2 separate regions of the Sus scrofa genome follow, and region 1 is linked to region 2. A link is a contact called in public Hi-C data. All regions are on one chromosome and are shown on one strand. Each heading gives the region's core, a stretch centred on a gene start, on an enhancer-like site or on the middle of the called end of the contact. The rest is flanking DNA. Distances are from core to core; before and after follow the strand shown.

The links. A called contact is a pair of places that touch in the nucleus more often than the background predicts.
Region 1: a contact with region 2 is called in a Hi-C map of retroperitoneal adipose tissue, with 10 times the contacts expected there. The contact joins the promoter of NEDD9 here to the promoter of LOC100517166 in region 2. A contact is called at or near these places in 10 of 47 Hi-C or Micro-C datasets (embryonic fibroblasts, fetal liver, heart right ventricle and 5 more) and 1 of 2 datasets of contacts at active chromatin or transcription factors (alveolar macrophages).

The regions. Positions count from the first base shown.
Region 1 is chr7:8,091,102-8,095,026 of Sscrofa11.1, forward strand. It overlaps NEDD9 (enhancer of filamentation 1), which reads right to left and starts at 2,452. Exons shown (of 9, transcript XM_021100184.1): 1 at 2,276-2,452. It overlaps TMEM170B (transmembrane protein 170B), which reads left to right and starts at 3,252. Exons shown (of 3, transcript XM_003482132.4): 1 at 3,252-3,436. The coding sequence starts at 3,340.
Region 2 is chr7:7,460,801-7,464,806 of Sscrofa11.1, forward strand. LOC100517166 (transmembrane protein 14C) reads left to right here and starts at 1,387. Exons shown (of 7, transcript XM_021100171.1): 1 at 1,387-1,527; 2 at 2,642-2,711; 3 at 3,032-3,108. The coding sequence starts at 2,689.

The sequences.
Region 1 (3,925 bases), core at 1,202-3,701, 630 kb after region 2:
AATGGGGGCCTGACACCCTAGGGGTGCCATATCTTACTGGGGAGACGAAATAAGACACATGTTGTTTCTCTGCTTTATCGTGATGGGTATCATGAGCTTTACCAGGGCGAGCACAAGTTAAATGTAAGGTGTCAGTCTAAAGGGTAGAGACCTTATGAATCTCCAAATCCTATAGATAAGGTCTAGCATAGAACATTATCACCGATAACAGATGCCAAATAAATAAACTGAACTGAACTGAAAAGCAGGGGAAAAACTGTCTGCTTATCAAGTGCATTATAGTTTTGGGGCTTCCTTGCTGTGTCTTACTTTCTCATTTCTTAAAATCAACACTTAAGTTCCATTAAAAAAAACTTTATGTGAAACAATAAAAATGCTGACCTTTCTCTGACGTTGATTCAATGATTCATTCAGCAAATATTTGTTGAACACCACGTGCTAGGCACTGTCCCAGGTTCTGAATATATTAAAAGTATGCGACCCTGTTTCAAATAATAGTGAGCAATAATAAGAGCCCCAATGACTCCACGTCAACTAAAAGCTCCTGATGTGCACGCTGAATGAGCTGCTGTTCCGAGGTTTATCCTTCACTGAAGGTAGTCACATTCTCCAATATCACTAGCCATGTAATACCAAATCTCTTATTGGCAATGTTTAGGTAACCTGCATCTGCCCATCCAGAACCTTTCTTAAAAGTATGGGGTTGACTGTGACTTAAGAAGATGATGTGGTTGCTAGAAAGAATTAATAAGACTAGGAATTCAGAAACTGGGCTCTGAAGTGGTGTCACCTCTGTCACATCACTAAATTCCCCAGAATCTGTTTCCCCCCCCATCTGTAAAATACTATGAAGTAGAAAAACAGTAAAGCCTCTTCTAAGTCCGATATTTTACAATCTTAAATTAAGATCTGATTAGTTCTAAATCCTCAGAAGAACATAAACACCACCACATTTCGAGTTTTGGCTCCGTTCCTATGAATGATGCAAAATTTCCCTTTTTCTCTTGTGCTGTGACATCAAACAGACAATACATGTGCCAATGAAAAAAACATCTCTTGCCATCTGGTTCTGTAAGAAACGAAATCACCAGCCACCGCAGCCGCTGACCTTCCACACGCCCTGCAAGAAGTTCTGGGTGGAGATAAGGAATGAGGCACTCTGTCCTTTGGGAATAAACTGGCAGAACAGGCCCTCGGATAGTTAGATATTTTTAGGAGATTTTATGACCCTCCCCCCCAGCCTCTTGCATCTTCCATCTAGAAAAGCACTAAAATAATTAACAAAGACAGCTGCTCCTCCTGACCAGCAGCAATCTTGTGACCAAGCAGTAACCCTCTGCCCAAACATGCGCCTGAGCCCATGCAGCCCCTCCAGCAAAATCACAGAGATGCTGGCCTCCCCCCTCACCTCTTGGGAGCAGTTCCTCAGAGCCATCCCAGAGGCTGCCTCCCGGGCTCTAGTCCTCCTTTTTGCCCCTAATAAAACTTAACTCAGGACACTTCCACTGCACGTTTTTTTTTTTTCAGTCGACACATACATACATATGTAAATACACACATGTATAAATGCGTATATATAATTCTTTTTAAAGTCGTCGCCAAGAACACCGTTTTACAAGTGATTCAACCCTTCTACGTTTTGCCAAATGTAGCTGATGATTTCGCTACAGCAGGAACTTCAGCACCCTTTGTAGACTTTCTTTTCAGATGGTAAAGGGATTGAAAAAGGACGGGGGTGAGGGGCGGGGGCTGACCAGTGCATATTTTGTTATTACCAGGACTTGCAGTCTTATTTTTTTAAGATAAAAGGTTCCAAATGTCAAGGAGTTGCAGTATTTTGGACAGCTCGTCGGGCTAACGGTGGACATGAAGAAAGGGAGCAAAAACCATGGGACGAGACCTAGTTTACGTTGGAGGGAGGAAAAGAAATAACGGAGACTTTTACATTTTGATAAAAAGAGACAGACCCGGGATGGCACTGGGGTGTAGGACACCTGCCCAGCCGTGTGTCTACAGGTAATTTCAGATGCTGGAACCACTCGAGGCCCAAGTTCCTGGTGTGGGAAGGACTGGACGAAGGATGGACCTGGTCTGTTTCTGTTAATGGCTTTCACAAGTAGTGACCTATCCTACCCAGGGCTCCTGACTCAAAAAAAAAAAAAAAAAAAAAAAAAAAAACCCAAAACAAAACCCGAAAAAACCTCAACAGCTCGCAAACTGATAAGCCTAAAACGTTGGGTTTAAATTTCACTTTCGAAAAAAGTTGTACTCAAACCTCTTTATCCAAAGGATTTCGTTCGGAGCCAAAGATGCGAACTGTCACAGAAACCAGCTGACGGACTTTGCTAACTCGTTGCGTCAGGGCTGCCGCTCAGCCTGGAGTTTCAGCAGCGCGCAGCACGGGCGCACCCAGCGCTCCCAGCGCTCCCAGGGCGCGCGCCCGGGGCTGGGGGCGGGGCAGGAGGGAGGGCGTGGAGGTGGTTCCCTTGGAGCACCCAATCAGCAGCGAGGCCCGGCGGTGGCGCTAGTGACGTAGGCCGAGCTTCCCTCCGCCCCACTGCGGGCCGACGCTCGGCACCAGCAGCCACGCGAGCTCGCGCGCGCCAGGACGGGGAGGAGGAGGGGGAGGAGGAGGGCTCTGAAGCCGGCCGGCTGTCGGAGGGCGACGGGTCGCGGGAGGGGAAGGGGGAGAGTGAGCATGCGCAGCGGCCCCGGGGAGGGAGGGGGAAGTGGGGGCCCGTGCGCGCGCGCACGAGCGGCCCGCTGGCGGCCGCGGGTGGAGGGGGCGGTTCCTCGAGTGTCGGCGGTCGGAGGGTGGGCAGGCTGGCGGCAGGTGCCCCCGCGGCCGCCGCCGCCGCCGCCGCAGTCTTCTCGGAGTCCCGGATCTTCTCTTGCTCTGGTGGTGATGAGCGGGGCTCCATCGGGGGCTGCACCTGCCGACTGCCCATCACCCCGGGCCTCCCGGCGTGACCTCGGCCTCTTCACCAGACTGGCCCCCGCGGCGCCGTGCTGCCCCTGAGAGGGAGCGACAGCGGCCTCCACCGCCCCGAGTCCTCGCTCGGAGGCCGCGCCGGGAGAGCGCCCGGCCCCCTCCCCTCCCCCGTCCGCCGTCCTCAATGTCTCCCCGGCGGGGAGGGGGCTGCCTGGGAGACGCGCTGAGCGACCCCCCTCCGGAGGCCCATCGGCGGCAGCAGCAGCGCCCAGCCCGGAGCCCCGAAGCCTCCCCCGGCGGCGGCGGCCTGGAGGAGCCGCGCACACGCCGCCGCCCCCGTAGCCTCGCAGCCGCCGCCGCCGCCGCCCGGTGCCCGAGGAGAGGGCGGCGGGCGCCCTTCGGGGAAGATGAAGGCGGAGGGGGGCGACCACTCCATGATCAACCTGTCGGTGCAGCAGGTCCTGAGCCTCTGGGCCCACGGGACGGTGCTGAGGAACCTCACGGGTAATTGATGCGCCCGGGATGGGGACCGGGATGCGGTGCCGCCCCTCGCCTCTGTTCTCCCTCCGGTGGAGGGGAAGTGCTCCTCGCCGCCCCACCCCCGTGAGCTCGCTAGGCAGTTCGCGGTGCCGACCCCTGGCGAGGATGTTGTTAATTGGATCCGGCTGTTCCGGGGGCGCCAACCAGGGTCCCCCTTTCCCCCCCGGAGGCTCTAGAGTTCCCGGGGGAGAATCCACGACGGCCGCCTCCGCTCCCTGCATGGGGAGGGTCCGCGACCCCCATGCCTCCGTAGTACGCACAGAATTGAGTTAGTGCTGAGACTTGAGTACTGTTAGCCTTCAATTATCCCTCCACCCCAACGCACACACCCCACTTCTTGCTCTTTCGATCTTTTTCTGGTTTAGCTCTTTTTCTTTCTGGCAAATTTTAAATCGAATGTAGGACTTAAATTCCCTGCTCACAACGATCAGTTTCCGTCAACTGTTAAAATTT
Region 2 (4,006 bases), core at 137-2,636:
AGAGAAGCATGTCCTAGGAATCATTAACTTACTAACTTCGCTGGGCAGGAAGTGGGTCTCATTCCACCATTGTTTTCTTGTTTGGGGGCACAGCTCACATTTCTGTTGTGTGGATTTGTTGCTCAGCAAGCCTGCTTGCTTGAGTGATGATTAACTTCCAGGGTCTCCCATACTTTTTCTCTACTTACAATTCCCTAGTGAGATTAACTATTTAATCACGTACTTTGTCCCTTTACTCTGTCCCTATCATTTGCAAACTTAACTCATTCACTGTTCCCTTTTGAGATGTATTTTTTCTTTTTTCTTTCTTTTTCTTTTTCTTTTTTTTTTTTTTTTTTTTTTTTTAGCTTTTCGGGGCTGCAACCGTGGCATGTGGAGGTTCCCAGGCTAGGGGTGGAATCAGAGCTGTAGCCTCTGGCCTATGCCACAGTCACAGGATCTGAGCTGCTTCTGCAACCTACACCCCAGCTCACGGCAACTCAAGATCCTTAACCCACTGAGCGAGGTCAGGGATTGAACCTACAACTTCATGGTTACTAGTCAGATTTGTTTCCACTGAGCCACAACCGAAACTGTTTTCTCTTTTTAGGGCTACGCCTGCTTGCATGTGGAAATTCCCAGGCTAGGGGTCAAATCCAAGCTGCAGCTGCCAGCCCGCACCACAGCCACGCTGGATCCTTAACCCACTGAGCTGTGCCAGCAGGATGGAACCTGAATCCTCATGGATACTCGTGGGGTTCTTAACCCGCTAAGCCACAAAGGGAACTCCTTTAAGATGTTTTTCAAGTAGATGGATTCCCTAAATCAAACACTGAAGTGAGCCACAGTGTTTAGCCTGTGGCCACCGTATCTTCTATAGGAGGTGTCTTCCCATAATGGCAAACAACTTAATCCGGCTAGAGTGACATTCCTTTCTGATGGCCTCCTGCATCTGGTTTTACACCTCTGGTAAAGGTCCTCCGTTAATGCAGTCCTTCAGAAACCAGCCTCCGATGCCCTTCTTCCACAGTGGCAACCCCCACCGGGAGCCTGGCCCAGTTCGCAAGGCCTCTCGCAAGACCAGACTCCAACTCTGGGTTTCCGGCTTTGAACGGGCATGACCGGGCCCTCTGCCGGGGGACACTGGATCTGCTCTGCCACTCTCCGCCCCTAAGACGCACAATACGTGCCCACTGTAAGCCCCGCCCCGCCCCGCCCCGCCCCGCCCCGCCCCGCCCCGCCCCGCCGCCCCGCCCCGCCGACGCTCCGGACCTCTAGCCCCGCCCCGCCCCGCCCCCCCCCCCGCCCCGCCCCGCCCCGCCCCGCCCCGCCCCGCCCCGCCGACGCTGGATCCCGCCGCGGCTCCGGACCTCTAGCCCCGCCCCACGCCTCGCCCCGCCCCCGAGACGCTGGGTGCGCTCGGCGACTCCTCCCCCTGGCCCCGCCCCTGAGACGTAGAGGACGCGCCGCGATATTTCCTGCAGGACCGCAGGTCGGGGACTCACGGTTCTGCGTTCTCGTCCTCCGGTGCAGACCTTCGGGAAGTAGGTTCGTGTTCGGAATTATTAACATTTGACACCTGTTTTGACCTTGAGAAATTACGCGAGGGCCTTGGCTGCCTCTGCCCTTCATCCCCAGGATCCAGGCAGGGACTTGAGGCTGCGTGGTAGTTGCTGGTCTAGTCGCTCATTTTCTGCTTTCCTTAAAGTGGGTTGTGAATCCTGCGGAAACCCTGAGCCCTTGAGGCAAATGTTGACCGTTGTAGCGCAGAGCTGATTCTTTTCCTGGAGATCTCATTGGTCCATCTCCTTAACAATCTCGATGACTCAGTGCTACGTCGAATTAATGACTAGTACGATTGCAAGTCCTCCCCCCTTTTATAGACACTTAATAGTTTAAACAAGTGGTATGTATGGCTTTCAAGCTTAGCCTCGTTGGGTACCAAATGCATTGAAGAAAGTAGGAGTTACATCCCGCTTTGCCACAGGAGTGGTGTTCTACGTAATTATGCCTTGGACTTTTGCACATTTTATCCGCCCACCTCGCTCCTGCTCTATCAGTAAACTATGAGTGCTGTAAAATTAAATAACTATCTGAAAGTTTTATATTTTTGAATTTTAAAATGATTTTTATTTTTATTGTTTCCATCATAGCTGGTTTACAGTGTTCTGTCAATTTGAAAGTTTTTAAAATGTTGAGTATTGAAATAATTCAATTCTTTGGGCAGGGGCCTCTTCCGCCCAGAAGGGGCAATTAAAATCCTTGAATTAAGCCCACAGGAGGCATTTATTTTCTGATTTAGTTGTAACTTGGTTAAATAAAGAGAAGGTTAGTTCATTAATGGTGCAGAACTGGTCAGTGCAATTTCCTGTGGGCGTGTCATTAGAATTGAGGTTATTACTAGAATGGTTGGTATCTGTTCAGCAATTATTATGTGCAAAGCACTTTTCCATATTATCCCGTTCGATGCCCGCAGTAGCCCTAGGAAATGTGTACCGTTGTTACCCTCTTGGTAGGTGAGGGAAGGAGGCATTGAGAGGCTGGGTAGCTCACCCATTAGTTCTTAGCTCCCAAGGACCAGAGCTGAAGTTGGACCCACTGCTTTCTGACTGCCAGAAAGAGCTGGGTTTTAACCACCGCTGATCCAGCCCCTCCTCGGCAGGTGCAGGCCTGATCTAATCTTCTGTCTGTACGGAGTGGAAGAGAACAATGCAGAAGGATTCCGGCCCACTGTAAGTGCACAGTGAAGGGGGGTGGAATCGTCTAGAGCGTCTCAAAGCCAGAGTTTCTTCCCTCCTCTGAAAAGGATGCTGAGCTGAGGCTGCCGGGCAGCCTGGGGTCTGGGAAGACAGACATGTACCTAGAACCTGGGTTCGAGCCCAGCTCTGCCACTAACTCTGGGCAGGTCTTCTAACCTCTGGGATTTATATGCATTTGTACAGTGATAGGATTGTTCTGGAATGCTGACCTTGTGATCCCATTCTGTGGTTATGTGGGTTTTTTTGTTTGTTTTAACTTGATTGGCACTGATTGCTTACTGTTCCGTTTTCAGAGTGCCTTTACATTGGATTGGCTTTGGTTATGCAGCACTGGTTGCTTCCGGTGGGATCATTGGCTATGCAAAAGCAGGTATGGTCTGTGGTTATTTAACCTCCTAAAATCTTGTTTCTGGTGAAGAGCGAGCCCCCAGGGTCCCCCGCACTACAGAATCATTGGAGTCAAGTTTGCTTAGGTCCTCTAGCTTGAGTGCAGGTTTGTTACCAGTCCTGAGGCTCCTCCCGCACTTGCCTGTATGATATCTGGCCGAGCTGTACCAGGCATCATGTCCAGTCACTTGTTTGGCCTCTTTGTCTAAAGATAGTGGGCTGGGTGGTAATAGATTATTCTTATCACCACCTGCCATACATCAGCCTCAACCCCGGAGGCCATCTCTGCTCTTCAAGTGGGAGGAAAACTAGTCTTCATGTTAAACCAGGCACAGCTGTGTCGGTGACATGCTTGTTTCCACCTCCTTCCTTACCCACCTCCCCCCAAAGAGAAGAATTCTTACTCTCCAAGTCATTTTTTAATTCACTGCCCCTTTCCTTTCCTTTGGGGATGAGCCCACGGACCGTTCTGGGTCTTGCTGGGTTAATCAGGCCTGGTTAGGGCCCTTCCTTTTTTCTTTTATTTTTAAGGCCACACTTGAGGCACACGGAAGTTCCCAGGCTCGGGGTCTGTTCAGAGCTGCAGCTGCTCACCGATGCCACAGCCACAGCAACATGGGATCTGAGCCACGTCTGTGACCTGCACCACAGCTCGCGGCAACCCTGGATCCTTAACCCCCTGAGCGAGGCCAGGGATCGAACCACATCCTCACCGAGGCGTCGGGTCCTTAACGTGCTGAGCCACAGTGGGAATTCCTGGGAGCCCTTCTTTTCTCTTTGGGTGGAAGTGTCCCGCCTACTGGAGAGAGGAATGGTGTAGTAAGACTTGAGCTCCTCTGGTAAAATAGCAAAACTCCCCCAAACGTGTTCCCACCTGAGAG